Regions from separate parts of the Hordeum vulgare genome. Here region 1 is linked to region 2. Evidence: chromatin contacts called from public Hi-C data. All regions are on one chromosome and are shown on one strand. The core of a region is the stretch at or near the end of the contact, and the rest is flanking DNA. Distances in the headings are between cores, read along the strand shown.

Evidence for each region. Hi-C and Micro-C count contacts between places; a contact is called where the count stands out from the background.
Region 1: a contact with region 2 is called in a Hi-C map of leaf, with 2.6 times the contacts expected there. The contact joins the promoter of LOC123448077 here to the enhancer-like site in region 2. A contact is called at or near these places in 3 of 6 Hi-C or Micro-C datasets (leaf and seedling) and 1 of 1 datasets of contacts at active chromatin or transcription factors (embryo).

Annotation. Positions count from the first base shown.
Region 1 is chr4H:117,217,422-117,221,069 of MorexV3_pseudomolecules_assembly, reverse strand. LOC123448077 (methylesterase 17-like) reads right to left here and starts at 1,865. Exons shown (of 4, transcript XM_045124848.1): 1 at 1,528-1,865; 2 at 1,072-1,212; 3 at 824-958; 4 at 394-735. The coding sequence starts at 1,770. The coding sequence ends at 466. LOC123448079 (a long non-coding RNA gene) reads left to right here and starts at 1,913. Exons shown (of 3, transcript XR_006631605.1): 1 at 1,913-3,648. It overlaps LOC123448078 (methylesterase 17-like), which reads right to left and starts at 299. Exons shown (of 4, transcript XM_045124849.1): 1 at 1-299. It overlaps LOC123448080 (a long non-coding RNA gene), which reads left to right. Exons shown (of 3, transcript XR_006631606.1): 3 at 350-433.
Region 2 is chr4H:117,027,911-117,031,573 of MorexV3_pseudomolecules_assembly, reverse strand. No RefSeq gene overlaps it. Among protein-coding and RNA genes, the nearest start is that of LOC123448079, 190 kb to the left of the region's middle. Within about 2 kb of position 1,968, at least 3 of the 3 cell types and tissues checked have open chromatin away from gene starts, as enhancers often do. A contact at or near this core is called in leaf and seedling, where this site is marked.

The sequences.
Region 1 (3,648 bases), core at 616-3,115, 190 kb before region 2:
TGCATGTAAAATGGCAGGATATAGCGTGTGGACCAGCTGGTTTCTCTCCTCCCTACATCGTGTTTGGCATTTGGCCCTGACGGACGTGCTAACTTATCGGAGGATGTTTTGTGGTGTTAATTGCTGGTTTTGCACCATGATATATTCATGTGTCGTACATCTGGAACTTAACATAGCCTTGTTTGTAACTTAATTGGCATGTACTTCCTCCGTTCCTAAATATAAGTCTTTAAAAAAATTCCACTATAGATTACATACCGATGAACATAGACATACTTTAGAGTGTAGATTCATTCATTTTGCTCCGTATGTAGTTTGTAGTGAAATCTCTTAAAAGACTTATATTTAGGAACGGAGGGAGTAAGTAACATCACACAGTGAAGACTGGAGAAGTGGAGACTGGAGAATACAATAGCAGGAGCAGCTAGGCGTCACCCAGACCGTGTATGCATGATGTACAAGTGGTCACAGTAACTTGATGATGAGTTGAAAGAGACGCTCCGGAGCGGAGAAGAAGGGGCTGTGGTCGGTGTCCATGGCCACAACCTTGCTCGGTGGCCACCGGCGAATCATGGCCTCCTGCTGCTCCGGCTTCACCATGGAATCCTTTGCCGTCGTTATGTACACGCGCCGCACCTGGTCGATCGCGCTGCTGTCCCCACCGCCTCTCCCAAACCTGGCTGCGCTCAAGGCGGCAGGCCATGGACGGAGTAGGATGGAGGCAAGCGCAGAGTCCTGAACAAACATCTTACAGTTACAGCTCCGCGACCATGGCATATAACACATCGGCAGATGATTCAGCGCTGCAATTCCATTAACCAACCTCTTGGGGGCTTTGCTGGGACAGGATCATGCGCTGGAACTCTGGCCGCAGTGCTACACTCGTTGGCGGGTGGTCTATTCCAAGACCAAATGCTAGGTCATACACGTCCCCAAGCTCGGATAAATCAGGTACGCCCTGTTAAATTTCAGCTGAAAGTCTTTAAAAGCAAGAACTAATGGTAGCTGCTATTGTGACCGGACATAATAAGAGTTTAATTGAGCGTATGATAAGAGAGTTCAAGCAGTCACATCTTTGATGTCTTGTTCCGTTTGGTAGCCAAATGGGAGCATGGTTGCTGCTATGAAGATTGCCTGCTTAATCCTGTCGCTGAATAAATGCATTGCATGGGTCACACTTAGCCCTCCTGCGCTATGCCCAACCAAAATCACCTGAAGGAAATATGCCGCCGTTAGTTTGTTGTTGTGCTAGTATCAATCAGTAACACGAGATTTCCTTGTTATTATGAGTAATTTTCTTTGATTCTCAGTATGTTATACACTTTTATCCCACAAAACCACATTTTTTTCATCTATCATGATTCCCAAAAATATGCAGTAAAAGAATTTAGTTTAGAGCTATATTTTGTTATCCTGAGACTGAAAGAGTAGTGCAGTAACCAAAAAAAAAAAAAACTAGTCCATGCATGCAAGCATCCAATTGCAAGCAGGGGTGTGGGCGTGTGGGTACACGGTTACTGTCGTCACCTTTTCGCCCTCCGGCAGCGCGGACAGGAGGTCGACGAGCGGCCCGGTGTACTCGTCGAACGACCGGACAGAGTCGGGGTCGACGCGGCTGCCTGCTGCCCCGGCAAGGTCAACACAGGAGACGCGGTGGCCGGAGCCCCGGAGCAGGGCCAGGAGCCTGAACCAGCACCAGGCGCCGTGGCCGGCACCGTGCACTAGGACAAGGTGCTCCTTGCCCTTGGTAGCATCGCCGCCAGCGTCCATCTCGTCAATAACTTGTACCACTACGATTGTTTGTGCGCCTGCCTATCTATCTGGGGGTATCTGCGATTGCGTGCCCGTTAGTGATGAGCTGCTTAAAACTTATATAGGCGAGGCCAGGCAGTTTTGATTTCGATGTCTTCAAAGTAGATGCCGGGAATCAAACTTAAGACGTTGGCCAGAGGGACGAGGTGCCACGAGGCGATGATCAGTCTATTCAGATACTTGGGCAGGATGGAAACATAGATCGGTCTACTCATGTTTGCTTAGAGCAACTTCAGCTCCCAGGATGCCCCTAAGGACACCTTTTTAGGCTCGGTGTTAGGCTTGGGGGCGTTTTTTGACCGAAAAACGGCCCGGCCATGCCCTCAGCGTCCCCAGGACGTCAAAATAGCGCCTGCGTACCCGGGCAGAACCCGACGCGCTTCGGGCTTTTGGGGGCGTCGCAATCCACGTCTTTTCATGTGTCCTTTTTTAGGTCCACTTTTTCATTACCTTCATAAATTTTTGATTGAGATGGGGGTATGGTTGGAAAGATACATCTTTTTTATCGTCGGTTGAAGTTTTCGACCCTTCAAGACACCAGTTTTTTAGATTCGGAGATGCTCTTACTCTTCAAACGACCAAATCGCATGCATTCAACGACCAGCTCAGCGTTTCGCTCTTTTACTGCACCTGCCCATGCATAAATCTCGGGAAAAAAGATAGGAAAATAGTTGTCCACAGCACATCACGTCCTCGGGGAAAAGTTGACTCGGTGCGAGCCGGTCGATGGAGACAGGTAAGACCAAGTCCAACATGTATAGGCTATGTGTATGCACGCCATTTGTCACGTACGGTATGTCTATGTACGCGGCACTAGAATTGCATAACTTTTTTTTTTTGAACGAGCTAGAATTGCATAACTTGAATCACTCAGGATTTGCACTTCACGTGTTTTGTCCTTTTATTATTTCCTGGGTGGATTTCTAGTCCTGTTTTATCTTGTTCCACGTACATGCATGCCGACTTCACGCGTGGTTTGACTCTTTCTTACCGATCGGACACCTCGGGCTAAGAATTTACGGAAAAGGTCTTTCATCTCTGTTAGATTTTCTGGCCTCATGGGTTTAATAGCAGCCCATATACGTAGAATGTTAAGTTGCCACTCTTTCCTTCCTTAGCCTTTATGGCTTCCACGTTTCTCTTTTCCTTCCTTAAGCCTTTATTCCTTCCACGTTTCTCTTCTCTGTCATAATCCCCAAGACCTCTTCCTGATAACGTGGGAACCGAAAGACGTATATAAGTTGCGTATATTGTATATGTATATAAGTTGCGTATATAAGATGTATATTGTGTGTGGGACAATTTTTAATATTGGTATCACCTTTGCCATAGCTCAGTTGGCCATGACAGTCTGTACTAACCTAAAGGTTGCGAGTCCGAATCCTCCTCACTTTTTTTAATGAAACTTGGTTGTACGAATTAGTACCACCTCATATATTTCACGTAATATAAGATCAGACGCGGGACGAAATCAAAAATATTACCTTGCTTTATTAGTAGGTACTAATAAAATGCCCGTGCTACGCTACGAAACCACATGAAAGTAAGCCAAAAATAGTTTCTCCTTGTTCAGTTATTCGAAACATCCAATCAAGATCTTCTAAAGTTACATAAGAAATAACGGTTTATTTGTTTCCTTATCATCTCTATTATTAAAGAGGGATGTGCAGTCGTCGTGATGGTTCGACCTCCTTCCTCCCCCATACGAGATCGATACAGCAAAAAAATCTCACCTCGCTTCGTTCGATCTCCCTTCCCTCACGTCTCGCACTTCTTCCACACGGTAAAAAAGAAAAAGAAACAGCCACGATCCTCTCGCATGTCCCTCGCTCCCGA
Region 2 (3,663 bases), core at 719-3,218:
TTTTGATAATGTGTTCAGTTGGGGCTTCCAGTACGCGTAGCAGGTGTCATTGTATCATAACAGAACTTGAGACATTTTTATAGCAGCAGAAAGTCACTTACAGCAGCAATGGAAGGACTCGAATCTTTTCCAGGATGGGGTGTGTAACATCAGCAGCAATGGAAAGACTCAAAGATCTTCATTTACATTCGCAACTGCTGGCCACATATATAGGCTGATATAGTAGTACCAGTATGTTTGGATTTGAATTTCTAGGTTACCTTTCGAAGAACTCTTTAATTTTCGATGTATGCATCACTCTGACTTTGGCCAAGCATATGCATGAACAATGTGTATCTCTGAAAGCATATATATGCTTTTATGTTGCTCATATACCAACAGTACCTTCTTCGAAAAAACAAACCATCCTTGTTCATGCTTATGTCTGAAGGTACTGCGCTAAGACGTATGTGAACAATCTAAACCTCATAATATGGAACTCTGCTTTCATGTTGAACATATGCAAAACACAATCTTCTTTAGAAAAACAGGGCACTATTATTTAGGCTTAACTCTGAATCTATTGCAGTAAGACATGTCTGAATAATTCAGATCTCTCAAAATACAACTCTGCTTTTATGTTGCTCATATATGAAAACTACCATCTTAATCCATCATTGTGCACTCGAAAAATATGTTTGATCGTAAAAATGTGTTCTTCACTTTGATAGGTTTGTATTCCCCCTTCCCTCTTTTCTTTAGAGATAATAAGGTGGTCATAGTATAATATGATTTCAAATTTTATACTTACTTGAACTTTATGTTTGTGAAGACGTGCAACGCACGTGCACTGTTATTAGTTTGTGTGAAAGAGAGAGAGAGAGGCTGCTCCTAGGACTCCTCCCTCTCCTGGCCCAGCAGTGGAGCAGCAGCTAGCGAGCAGCCTCGCCAGCCCCGCAGCCACACAGGCATCGTGCACCTCTATACGGCTGCGCATCCAGCAGCTCCACGTCGGCAGCCGGTCGATTTGATGGCCGTCCGGCGCCCGCGGCCCCTACAATACATGCCCCTGATGCCCTAGAATCTCCCCTCTCTCCGTTCCGCCCTCCACCCTGCCTCGCCGCCGCAGGTAAGCCCCCCCAAGTGCCATGCTATCGCCGCGTCCGTCGTGCTCCGGCCGAGCAGCAGCTCGTGCCTGGGGTTGACATCTCCGTCGCGGTCCCGCTCGTTTGGTGCACGGGAAGGAAGCCCCTGGTGCTCCTCTTCTTCTACGAAGCCAAGGAGGACACCGAGGTTGTAGATCTTCGCCGCCCCGAGCTCTTCTTCCTGTTCGTCGCGGACCCGAAACACCGGCACGCTCCGCTGTCCTGAGCAGCGTCTGCGACGCGCCTCCAGCCGCTTCTTCTTGCCCATCGATCCCTAGGTGAGCCACGCGTCACCCTTGAGCTTTCCGGACGTAGATTGCTAGGTGTATAGCACGTCGTGCCCGTGCCAAGACCGCGCACTTGGTGCTCTGCACCAAGGTGCGATTTGTTTGCGCTTTGTCCGCGTAGAAGCTCGTGCGGTAGCCAGACAGCGCAGCTAGCCATGCCAGCATGCCAGCGCCCCGTAGCTCGCCCGCCTCGCCTCGCCTCGCCGCGTGCTCGCAGCACCTGCTGGCTTGCTGCCATAGCCGAGACGAGCGAGCCTCTGCTCGTGCTCGAGCTCCGACGCCCCTTCCTTGCTGTAGAGTCGAGCAGCCCCGGGAACGGGACCCCTAGGGTTCCCGAAGCCTCTCCGGTAAGCCTCAGCCACCGCCTTCGCCGCACCGCTCGCTGACGACGTGTCGCCTTGTCTGTTGCAGTCTTGCAGGGAAGAAGACGGGTCGGCCCCGCATCGCTCTAGGGTAATATAAGTCGAGACGCCCCTGTGGTCAGCAACCGTGGCATAACCCAGTGGTTGACCACTTGACCGCCCGCGCCTCTACCATGAGGTAGTCGGTTCGATTCCTCGGATCTGTAGAACACCCTTATGTGAGTGAGACCGTGACAGTGGGCCCTTGGCCCCATCTGTCATCCTCTTAGGGGCTTGGCTCACTGCCAGCTGTACCCCTCTCCATTTATTTTTAATGTTGTTTCTGAGTGCTGTAGAAAATTTGCCCTATTTAGAAATTGTCCAAATGTGGACTCTGCCCTATATGGCATATGCCAACTTAGGCAAATGAACGCCCCATTTTTGCATTATGTGAGTGACACCGTGACAGTGGGCCCTTGCGTCGGTTCGATTCCTCGGGCGCGCTGTAGAACACCCCATTTTTGCATTATGTGAGTGAGACCGTGACAGTGGGCCCTTGGTCCCATCTGTCATTCTCTTAGGGGCCTGGCTCACTGCCAGCTGTACCCCTCTCCATTTATTTTTAATGTTGTTTCTGAGTGCTGTAGAAAATTTGCCCTATTTAGAAATTGTCCAAATGTGGACTCTGCCCTATATGGCATATGCTAACTTAGGCAGATGAACACCCCATTTTTGCATTATGTGAGTGAGACCGTGACAGTGGGCCCTTGCGTCGGTTCGATTCCTCGGGCGCGCTGTAGAACACTTCATTTTTGCATTATGTGAGTGAGACCGTGACACTGGGCCCTTGGTCCCATCTGTCATTCTCTTAGGGGCCTGGCTCACTGCCAGCTGTACCCCTCTCCATTTATTTTTAATGTTGTTTCTGAGTGCTGTAGAAAATTTGCCCTATTTAGAAATTGTCCAAATGTGGACTCTGCCCTATATGGCATATGCCAACTTAGGCAGATGAACGCCCCATTTTTGCATTATGTGAGTGAGACCGTGACAGTGGGCCCTTGCGTCGGTTCGATTCCTCGGGCGCGCTGTAGAACACCTCATTTTTGCATTATGTGAGTGAGACCGTGACAGTGGGCCCTTGGTCCCATCTGTCATTCTCTTAGGGGCCTGGCTCACTGCCAGCTGTACCCCTCTCCATTTATTTTTAATGTTGTTTCTGAGTGCTGTAGAAAATTTGCCCTATTTAGAAATTGTCCAAATGTGGACTCTCCCCTATATGGCATATGCCAACTTAGGCAGATGAACGCCCCATTTTTGCATTATGTGAGTGAGACCGTGACAGTGGGCCCTTGCGTCGGTTCGATTCCTCGGGCGCGCTGTAGAACACCCCATTTTTGCATTATGTGAGTGAGACCGTGACAGTGGGCCCTTGGCCCCATCTGTCATTCTCTTAGGGGCCTGGCTCACTGCCAGCTGTACCCCTCTCCATTTATTTTTAATGTTGTTTCTGAGTGCTGTAGAAAATTTGCCCTATTTAGAAATTGTCCAAATGTGGACTCTGCCCTATATGGCATATGCCAACTTAGGCAGATGAACACCCCATTTTTGCATTCTGTGAGTGAGACCGTGACAGTGGGCCCTTGGCCCCATATGTCATTCTCTTAGGGGCCTGGCTCACTACCAGCGGGGCCCCTCTCCATTTATTTTTAATGTTGTTTCTGAGTGCTGTAGAAAACTTGCCCTATTTGGAAATTGTCCAAATGTGGACTCTGCCCTATATGGCATATGCTAACTTAGGCAGATGTGACTTATAAGAGCATGGTGTAATAGTATAGCCAACTGCTGGCTATAAGTCATCTTATAGGCCATCTTATAACTAGCTTGTACAATAGTTAGCTATAAAAGAGTACT